Regions from separate parts of the Zea mays genome. Here region 1 is linked to region 2. The links are chromatin contacts, called in public Hi-C maps. All regions are on one chromosome and are shown on one strand. The core of a region is the stretch at or near the end of the contact, and the rest is flanking DNA. Distances in the headings are between cores, read along the strand shown.

Region 1 (5,029 bases), core at 365-2,864, 93 kb after region 2:
GTCTCTACAAGAAGTGGACTAGCAGCGGTCGTTGAGAAAAAAGAGTTGTAACAACAGAGATTCTTCCGAGGCTCCAAACCTACATGCAGCGTCACATTATGCAGTTGTTAGCATATAAGCTATGGCTGCGGATCAAGATAATTGCGAACATGAGACTCCATTTCGTTGTTTGTTGATGCTGCTAACTGCAGAAGTTCACCAAAAAATACTAGTGTAAAAAAAATGGAGAATTTTTTGAGTTTTGAAAATACTGACCGCTAGCCTCTCGGCCCGACGATGTACGCCGGCGCCCGGCGGCGAGGTTCTAAACTCGTGAATTTTTGCGCATGTAGACTCGCAAAAACACTCTAGAACACGGATTAATCTTTTTGGTGCTGCGCGCTCAACTGCAGCGTTTTCTTCTCTCTACTATTCTGAAGAACGAGAACACGAAAAACAATTACAGGTACTGCTCGCTCGACGTGTGTGTGTTCATGACGCATCCATCCCCACGTCCACGCGAAACGGCTGGCTAAATGTGCGAGCTAATCACGCACCCACTACTCCTAGATGGAGACTGCATTCTGCATATGCATTTCTCGAGATAAGAAGTGATAGGAGAGTAAAATATTTTGTTTTTCATAATCTGTTCAGGTAGAGTTTTCTGAAAATCACATTTGTTATTTTTCCATTATATCCCTTACTGATCTAGCAAATTGCCGTGTAATATAAGAGTAAAGTGCCCCCCCCCCCCCCCCCCCCCAAAAAAAATATTTTTGATATTTGCACCCCCGTCCCCCAACCCAAACTGAAGTTTTGGCTTTCAGCTTCAAAACGAGTAATGTGAGCAAGGATGAACAATGTTGAGTCAATGAGTCACATACTTATCATCAGTTGTTTTCAACTCAGTCCACGCTACAAAAATTCAAAGTAAGAAAAGAACACAAGGTTACCAGAAAAATGGTCCTGCCTTAGCATTGTGGCGCAGTTTTCTGAGCGTTCACCTAGCGCAAGAAACATAACTTCATATGGGAACAGTGAGCTCTACCAATAACAGGAATTCGATACAAACTTTTACTCCCCACATTCTAAATTATAAGTCATTGCAGCTTTCTAAGAGAGTCAAAACATCTTAAGTTTGGACAAAACTATAGAGAGAATTTCAATACCCTATAACATCAAAATAGACATATTATAAACGATAATTAACGAAGAATCTAATGCTACTTATTTGGTATCTTAGATATCATTATTCAATTATATAATTTTGTTAAATTTGATTTGCTTTGACTCACATTGTTTTTATTATATAAATCTGGTACCGTAATTCATGAAAGCAATCTGTCGAACACGCTGTGGGCGGCACGTCGCACTCCTCTGGCCACCACACGAGCAGGGGTTGCTCAGGACGCGCGCCCTCGTGGCCGACGTCGCTGCGTCTCAATCTCATCCGTCGATGTCGTCCCCTCGGTCGCACCCAGTCCATCCACGTCGGCCTCCGCGGCGTGCCCGGCCATGGCCAACTCCGGTCACTCACGTCACGCGGGGCGAGCGGCGGGCGCGGGCAGCCAGGCCGGCACAGGGGCGCGCCAGCACGTGAAAATCCAGGACCGCCGGCTTGCGGTGGGTTGTGTACCGTGGCACTGGGCCGTCTTCTTAATGAGCCTGTATTCCGGCCCAAGTCTGGTTCCTGATTTGATCCGCGTGTTGCTGATTGAATTCACATTTCTGGCACAGCTCCAACGGTAGCGCTACTCAATCATCTGCTGAAAAAAAAACACAATGCACGAGTAAAGCCTGATGAACACTAGTTACATGACGTCTAATCGTATTGGTGCTGAAATCCTTTCGTCTGATCTACTCGCAGGTTCAGTCCGACTCTTTAAGCGTCCGTTCGGCAAACCTAGATCAAAGCCAGGCCAGAAAGCCTAGGATCGAGTGGAACACTCATTCTTGGTCAGGAATCGATCTACCTGAGAGGACATTTGGATTTGTTCTAGGTGGAGAAGTGAGAATGGGGAGTCAAAATCAGATGGATTTGTTCTTAATCTGGATCAAAACGAACAACTAGATCCGGGTCAAAATCAGATGAATTTGTTCAACCTAGAAGGAGGCTGGAAACATGCCAATCCGGCAGATGCGAACGCACCCTAAATCAGTTTTCTTACCTGGTGGAACAGACATGAGAGAGACGCATGGCATGTACCGGGGTCATCCTGTAATCGTTGGTGTGCCTGGATCCACTGTCTGCTCGCCACATCAAAACCTGTCATCTTGATTCATGGATGTCTCGAGCCCTGGTTCTCATGCAAAAAGGTATTGAGGTAGGGAGACCCTATCTCTTCCTACCTCTTCCTCCTTGTCGCTGACACCCTTCAAGCAATCCTCGGACATAATGGTGCAGTCCTCCAACCCTTGATCGCTAGACAAACCGGGCATGTCATCCGTTATGCAGATGACACGCTAATTGTTATAAAAGCATCAATCCATGGAGGAGGTCAGCCAGGACCTACAAAGGAACACACATACTTGCACACGGACGACGAGACTAGAAGACCCGGACGTAGGAACCAAGGTGCGAGCCACCGCGATGTCCAAGGCTTAGCATAGAACTCTAGTCTCGTAGTCTTTAGGTCTAGCCACACATAAGAGACTTGGAAGATCCTCCATCTCTCACCCGCTTGTAACCCCTAAAGCAACAAGGTGTTCATAGCGTGAGCTGTCGAAGACTGGATGTAGGGACATTCTACCAGAACTAGTATAAATCTTGCGCCCACCAAGCACACCATCCAGACCACAGAACGTGCGCACACAAATTTACTTGTCGGAGCTGGCTCTTAACACCGACATCTAGTGAGTTGAGACTCATTCATATTAGCTCTAGGCATCCAAGTGCGAAAAGAATCACTTAATGATTAGCGGCTGCTCTATGAAGTACTAGGTTAGTTAGGCCACCTCTTATATCACTTGCTCAAGGTTTAGGCCGAGTGTTTGAATTAGTTTAGAATATCTCTTATTCCTTGGTGTTTGCACACACCATTGTAATTGTACTGGAGGGACTCGTAGTTTTCCGATATCACACTAATTATGCGTGTGGTGTGGTTGCCATCGTGTACTAGAGGGAACGAAGCTCATGATATTTCGATCAGAAACTCAATAATGAAGATGGCAGGGGCTGACCTGGGAGAGGTTGTTCTGAATGCCCACTTGCGTGTGGGGGAAGGTTTAGAATTATCCAAGGAGCCACCTAGCCAGGAGTTTGATGCTCTCATGGGCATCCTTACGAGGGGCTCCAACGAGAACTAAGAGGAAGCATACATGCTTCTTGATACCACCTCATGCACAAGATCTATAACAAAATAATGTACCTTGTTGTTGAGGAGACTCTTGTGTGTTTCATTATTTTGTTAACAAACTAAGGGGAAGGCGTGCATGAGATCTATAACAAAATAATGTACCTTCTCTATACCTCATTAACAAAATAATGTACATCGTTAACAAACTAAGGGGAAGGCGTGCACGAGGTGGTGTACCTGGCCATGTGAGGCCGCATGGTGAAATGCATATCATCCAATGATTGAAGGTGAAACCGGAACCCTAGTTTGATACCATGAATGACCAACTAACTGTATTGCTAGACCTAAAGGGATAAATATATAATGTTAGAATGTAAAGAAGCCCTTCAAATAGAAAAAAAATGCACATGCATCTTGACGATATCTATAGTCCTTTAAGGGTCGGATTTCATACGAACAAGTTTAAATCTTGCATTCATGTAGAATTCAAGATAAGCTCCCAATTTTAGCGACAAATACGATCTAGAGAGGTGGAACTAAAACTAATTCTCATGTCAAAGCCTTTTTAAAAGCAAACCACACCATTCATTAAACAATTACATATATCTTGGATAAACTAAGTTGAGAACTAAACATGAAAAGGAAGAGAGGAAAGACAATATCTAACCATCTTAATCAACCTCATTTCAGAAAATAAAGACAACAATCTAGATACTCTTCTCGCTAACACATGGTGAAACTCTAAACCCAAAAAGTGGCTAAAATTGAGTAAGAAAAAACCAAAAATGTCAAGAGAAATATAAACCAACCTTTCTTAGCAACTAATAAACACTAAAATTTAATCACCGAATCTATCTTTCTCTCTCCATACAAACACACCATCCATTAAATAACTAAATATATCTTGGATAAACTAAATTTTAAACTAAACATGAAAAGGGAAAGAGGAGAGACAATATCTAACAGTCTTAAGCAACGTAACCTCATTTGAGGAAATAGAGACAATAACCTAGCTACTCTTCTCTCCACACATGGTGAAACCCTAGATTCAAAATATGGCTAAAATTAGGGAAGAATGAACAAAAATTGACAAGAGAAATATAAACCAACCTTTCTTAACAACTTTCTTAAAAAATAAAGATCAAAATCACTACGCTTATATTTTGTGAAATCTGGACCTCCAAACTGGCTTCCAATATTGGAAGGTGGATGCGAGAAACAGTACTAATCGAGGAGAAAGAAGGATTTTTTATACTAGAACCATCACAGACGATTGGTGTAAGAAATCGTCAGTGTGAACACATTTTCTCTGGTGGTTCACCTAAAAAACGTCAATGCAAATAGTGTCTTTCCACTAGCTATTTTTTAAGTGAACCATCGGTGAAAATATGTTCGCGCTGGTGGTTTCTTATGCCAATCGCTAGTGGAAATGGATTGTTTGCACCGGAGGTTTTATTAAGCGAACCGTTAGTGCAAATATGTTTTAACTGGCAGTTCTTGAATCGGGACCACCAATTTTTTTCACTGGCGCGCGATAACTGAAACCGTCTATAGAAATTTTGTAGACACCGCAGACATATAGAGCCATTTTGTTCTAGTGATTATGCCGAGCCATTTTGTACTAGTGATTATCCCAGAAAGCTAGCCAAGCAAAGCCTTAGAACACTCCACTGTCCTTTCAGCTTGTACCACAAAAAAGATCTTGCCTTTGCGTCGATCGGCCAGCATATATATATCTGCTAAATCTACATATT
Region 2 (5,236 bases), core at 1,876-4,375:
TCACCAAAATCTGAAATACAAGGCTAAGATATTTTAGACTTAAAGGTTGTAAAAATTTATACTCCCTCCATTCTAAACTATAATTCACTATCAGTTTGTCATAAGTCAAACTTCTTTGGCTTGACCAAGTTTATAGAATCAATCGAATTAGTTTTATTAAATTATCCATGTAATAAGTTTGGATTGTGCATTTATTTGAACCTATAAATGTTATTATGTGTTCCTTGAAAGTTGGTTAAAGTCAAAAAAGTTTGACTTTGGACAAAGCTAAAGTGCACTATACACAGTACGGAAAAAACCGCCCCACAGTATTATATTAAGAAAAAGATCGGTCGGAGCCTCGACCTAGAAAGATCATGAAAGCTGACCCCAATAAAGCATGAGGGTCTGTCGTTTATAGGCCAGATCTGTACTCGTGCTTTGATCCCTAACAACCTTTACACAAGGATCCACCCTCCATAGACGAGTCCATCTCATGGGCACACAATGAGAGGAACCAGTGAGTGATCTTTTTTAACCTCATCCTGAAATTCGCTCCCACTAGGATCCGAACTCAGAACCTGAGGAGTGCTACTCAGACCACATAACCAACTCAGCTAGAGACCCTTTCCCAGCAAAAGTGCACTATAATTTAGGACGGAGAGTATTATATATGATGATCTAGATTGAAAATGGTATTTCTGGTAAAGCCCTGGTCATGGAGGGGCATAATTCAGATATATTTATTCCATTTATATGACTTGGTGGAATTGTGAAACCTACCAGCTTTTGTCAGATAACTGTATTTGCAAAAGTAATCAAAGCTGTTGACTTTACAAATATCTTACCCATGTTAGAAAAATTCAAGAAGAAAGTTAAAATTAATGACATGATTATATTGGAAGCAAAGCAAGAACAACTATATAGTAAAACATAAGAAGAACGAAAGTTGGTGGACACATAAAAATAAATAACAGATCCAACAAATACATGAACTTAGCATATATCCTGTTGTTATTTGTAAACTTAGTGCATGGAAAATAAACAAAGGCCATGTATTAAGTTGATATACCTTGGAGAGAAATTCTTCCTTTGTTAATTTGTAGTTACTCTCTGCATGGTTCTTTGCAACTGCACGTTCTTCAGCCCAGAAGATGTACCATTTAGACCAATCAAGGGTCTTGTTGTATGGTGCTTCACAGAGCTTCCTTTACAAGAAAAAAAAAAACAGTTCGAACATCAGATGGAGATACAAGAGCTGCAGACTTATTGGAAGATGGAGACAGCATTACCGCATATGTCTAACAAGAGGACCTCCAGAAAGGGCAATAGCAAAGCATCCTCTTTCCTTAACTGAAATTTCTGAAGCTTGTGAAATAAACTCTGCCAGATCTGTTGCCATCTCGTCTGAACTCTCAAATACCCTAATTTCGCAATTCTGCTTTGTTTCATAGGAGGCCATGATTTCACTCTCCATGGTTTTGTTCCAACTTCCAATAGAACACGCCTATGGTTTAGCGGGGGATTCCAGAAGGCCAAGTCCTACCGACATTTCAATTTTCAAATATCTTAAAATGAAGAATCTGCCAAAATATGGAATAAACAAGACATGCATTATGGATCTACTAACTCAAGCTACGTTTCATCTGGAAGCAAAGTGTTCTTATATCTGGCTACATTGGTTAACAACAAAATCTAGTTCTACCATTTTTAGCGCAAGTGCCAGTAAAGAGAAGACAAACATAGTTAAGCTGTCAAATTTCAGGTTTGACGATTTCAAAGATGTTTGGCTGCGAAAACTGCTTAATTATGACCATCTATGCTCATTTTCAAAAAAAAATATGCAGGGGACAGTACTTTGTATCTGAAAACTCAAACTTCCAATATGTTGTAGAAATATCTCAAACAAAATTCACACCTCAATTCTGTAGAATGAACAACAATACAGCCTGGGTGGAGACTAAGGCAAGTACAACTCATAGTCATACCACTAAAAAAAGCAGATCAGGCTGCTTAAAGTCCAGATATGGGGAAAACCTTTAAATACTCAAGGATATAAGAAACAAGAAGGCAGATCTAGTAATATAAAAAAAATGTACTCTCTTCTGAGCAAGTAGAATGTTAAAGAAAAAGGAATCTTCTTTATCGTTTAACTCATGCCAGTGAAGGTGAAAAGCAGAGCAGGACCGGAATGGAAAGGCAGGGAGCCAAGGGAAAGGGAAGCTGACAGTGCAAGGCTGCAAGCCTGCAAGCTCTAGCAGCCGGCCATCATTTGCGCCAAAACCAATTCAAAGATTACAAACTTTTCGTTCTCGGAATCACAGCAAAAGCATCCAAATTCCAAAGGGGCAGGGCCCAAAAGCTGAGAACCCGTGAGCAAAGAAAATTCCATCCACTTTAGCACTGGCACAGTACATGTGGCATGGAAACAAAACAACGAAGGTAAAATGAGAAACGCTGGGCCTGCAATCGCCATCGCTTCAAAGAGAAGAATGAGCACAGACGGATGAAACGATCGAGCTGACACAACACGGACGAGTTGAAATCTCCAGCACAGCGTTCCCCAAACAAAGAAACCTTCAATCGATAAGTAAACATACACTGATCAACCAGCATTATCTCCAACCCCCCAGCAGTTTAACCACAAAGTCTAGGAAACAATGCAGCAGCAGGCAAGAACGCAATTGTGAGTATTTCTTGGTTCTTCCGCCCAGATCAAGAAGCAGTTCGAAGATCACAGCTAGAGACGAAAAGAACCCCAAGAACCCTACCTGTGCTAAGCATTTGCCTCCCCGGCGCAGCCAGGCCCGCAGGAGAACAGAGCGGAGCAGAATAAAAGGAAAACAGGGGGGCAGAACAAGACAGCAGGCATCAGTGCCCTTTATTTTATAAATGCGCTCGCGGGAGTAGGGTGGGTTTGGACATAATTTTACATGGAGAGAAGAAGAAAGAATTGGAGAGAGGCAGCAGGTGACATCAGGGAGTGCAAGAGGACGAACCTTATTTTTAATCCGGAGTTTCGCAGCGGATTTCTTGTAGTTTTCATGTGCCGTCTGCGTCTCTCCCTAGCAGGCTGTGGCTGCTCCCTGCCTGCCTGACCCTGGGGAGTGGGAGTAAAGAAGGAACTCTAGGCTGGGGGTCCTACCTGCCGCTGCACCCGTACGTGCGGGTGCGCTGATCCTTATCCCCCCACTCATCACAGGGCACAGGATTCTCTAGAAGGAGCTCCTCATCTCGCCTCGCTGGACTGCGATGGATGGCTGAACGCTGCACTTGATTTCCAAGTGTCATTCAGAATACTATTGTCGTAGTATTTCTGTAGGGTTTGTGAAACAAACAGTACGAACTTTAACAGGAGTTCTGTAAAGAACCAGTTCCTATTTCTGTAGGGGTTGGGAAATTAAAAGGATTGCGTGTTCAAAAGATTTTGCGGGATTTTGGTAGAAAAGAACTGCATGTTCCGAAAAAAAAAACATAGTCCGGTCAGATTGAATAAACAAAAGTAGGTATAAATTGTTAAATTGGACATAAGTTACCCATTAGTTTATATTAGCAAAATTTAGATAACAAAAAAGGACTCTATAACGGCACAAAGCCAAATCCATACAGATTTTTTTAGCCCTACATTTGATCAAAAAAAGACTAAAGGGGGGTGTTTGGTTCTAGCGACTAAAGTTTAGTTTGTGCCACGTCAGATGTTTGAATACCTATTACGACTTTACGAGTATTAAATATAGTGTAATTATAAAACTAATTAATTACACAGCTAAAGACTATATCCACAATGCTTCTCAAGTGACTAGGAATGAGAAAACTCTCACAATGCTTGGATCACTCTCTAATCAAGGATTGACCTTTGTCTAATCAAACACTCAAAAAGAGGGAGGAGAGTGCCCACATGATATCTTGTCGTGGGTGAGGAATGGGGTGCACCAATAGCCTTGGAAGTGGAAGTGTATTTAGCCACCAAGCTCAGCTAGCCATTTGAGTTAGCACAACAAACTTGGTCTAGCCAAGATTGGAAGTTGGCTTGGCCATATTTCCAAAACCAACCTAGCCATCCCCTAGGCCCGTACTAGCTAGCATACCGGCTTGGTTGGCTTGCCAACCCAACCTGGGCAACATATCGGCTTTGTTGGCTTGCCAACCCAACCTGAACAACATATCGGCTTGAGAGTTTGTTCCATTCTCACCCTTTCTTCTTTCGGACCCTTAGGTTTCTCTGTAGGTTTTCTTGAGCATCTTCATTTGTCTCACACTTTAGTGAAGCAAAACTCTTGATAGTGTGGCAAAACTTCACTTAAATAAACAATAAGATTTGAACTTCCAATTTGAGCTTTTCTTCGATTCAAACTTGATTGCCACTTTGATCATTGCATGGTTGAGCGTATTCATCACTTCAACTTCTTGAGCTTGTTCATCTTGAGCAAGTGGATTATGCCGAAGGCTTCAAGTCACTTTGAACATTTGATTTGATCTTCGACATGAACAACCATCACTTGAATAGTGCCTCAACTAGGATCATCAGCCACCAAGTTGTTGCTCGTCCTTCACCCTTCGTTTAGTACCTCAAAATGATATTCTTGCTAACTTCATTGTCTCAATGCTTCAAAGCATGCTTTGACTATCATTGGTTGCCTTGTGCTTAAACTGGATTGTTTTTATTGAACTCCACAAGTTTGACAACTAGTTATTGTAAACAACCATAAACCATATATATATACTCTATTTGTCACCTAAGGTGATGAACTAATCGGCGCATCAAATGTAGCTACAGTCCAACCGAATTAATTAACCAGCTAGAACGAATTTGATTAACCCGTTTACTGATTTGTACACATAGATTCTATCGGGGTGCCAGTTTCAGTCATTCTGCTAGCAATTTCAATCATCATGTTACATTTTCAATCATTCCATTACAATTTTAGTCATTTCACTATAGTTTCAATTGTTCCATTACAGTCTCATCCATTCACTAATTCAGTCATTCCATTATAGTTCCAGTCATTATATTACAATTTCAATAATTCTATTACAATTTTCATTATAGTTTCAGTCATTCCATTACCATTACAGTCTCAGTCATTCACTCATTCGACCATTCTGTTTTAGTTTCTGATATTCTGTTTTAGTCATTATGTTATAGTTTTAGTTATTCTGTTTTAGTTACAGTCATTCCGTTATTTCAATCATTATGTTACCGTTACAGGTCCGGTCGTCCGGTCGAAGCTCGGGATCGCATGGAGTGGTTGTAGTG

The links. A called contact is a pair of places that touch in the nucleus more often than the background predicts.
Region 1: a Hi-C map of leaf shows a contact between it and region 2, with 8 times the contacts expected there. The contact joins the enhancer-like site here to the promoter of LOC100282975 in region 2. A contact is called at or near these places in 14 of 25 Hi-C or Micro-C datasets (bundle sheath, ear, leaf and 3 more) and 1 of 3 datasets of contacts at active chromatin or transcription factors (leaf).

Annotation. Positions count from the first base shown.
Region 1 is chr1:73,989,422-73,994,450 of Zm-B73-REFERENCE-NAM-5.0, forward strand. No RefSeq gene overlaps it. Among protein-coding and RNA genes, the nearest start is that of LOC103636404, 33 kb to the right of the region's middle. Within about 2 kb of position 1,615, at least 18 of the 20 cell types and tissues checked have an H3K27ac peak or open chromatin away from gene starts, as enhancers often do. A contact at or near this core is called in bundle sheath, ear, leaf and 2 more, where this site is marked.
Region 2 is chr1:73,895,338-73,900,573 of Zm-B73-REFERENCE-NAM-5.0, forward strand. LOC100282975 reads right to left here and starts at 3,126. Exons shown (of 4, transcript NM_001412253.1): 1 at 2,979-3,126; 2 at 1,272-1,521; 3 at 1,052-1,187. The coding sequence starts at 1,456.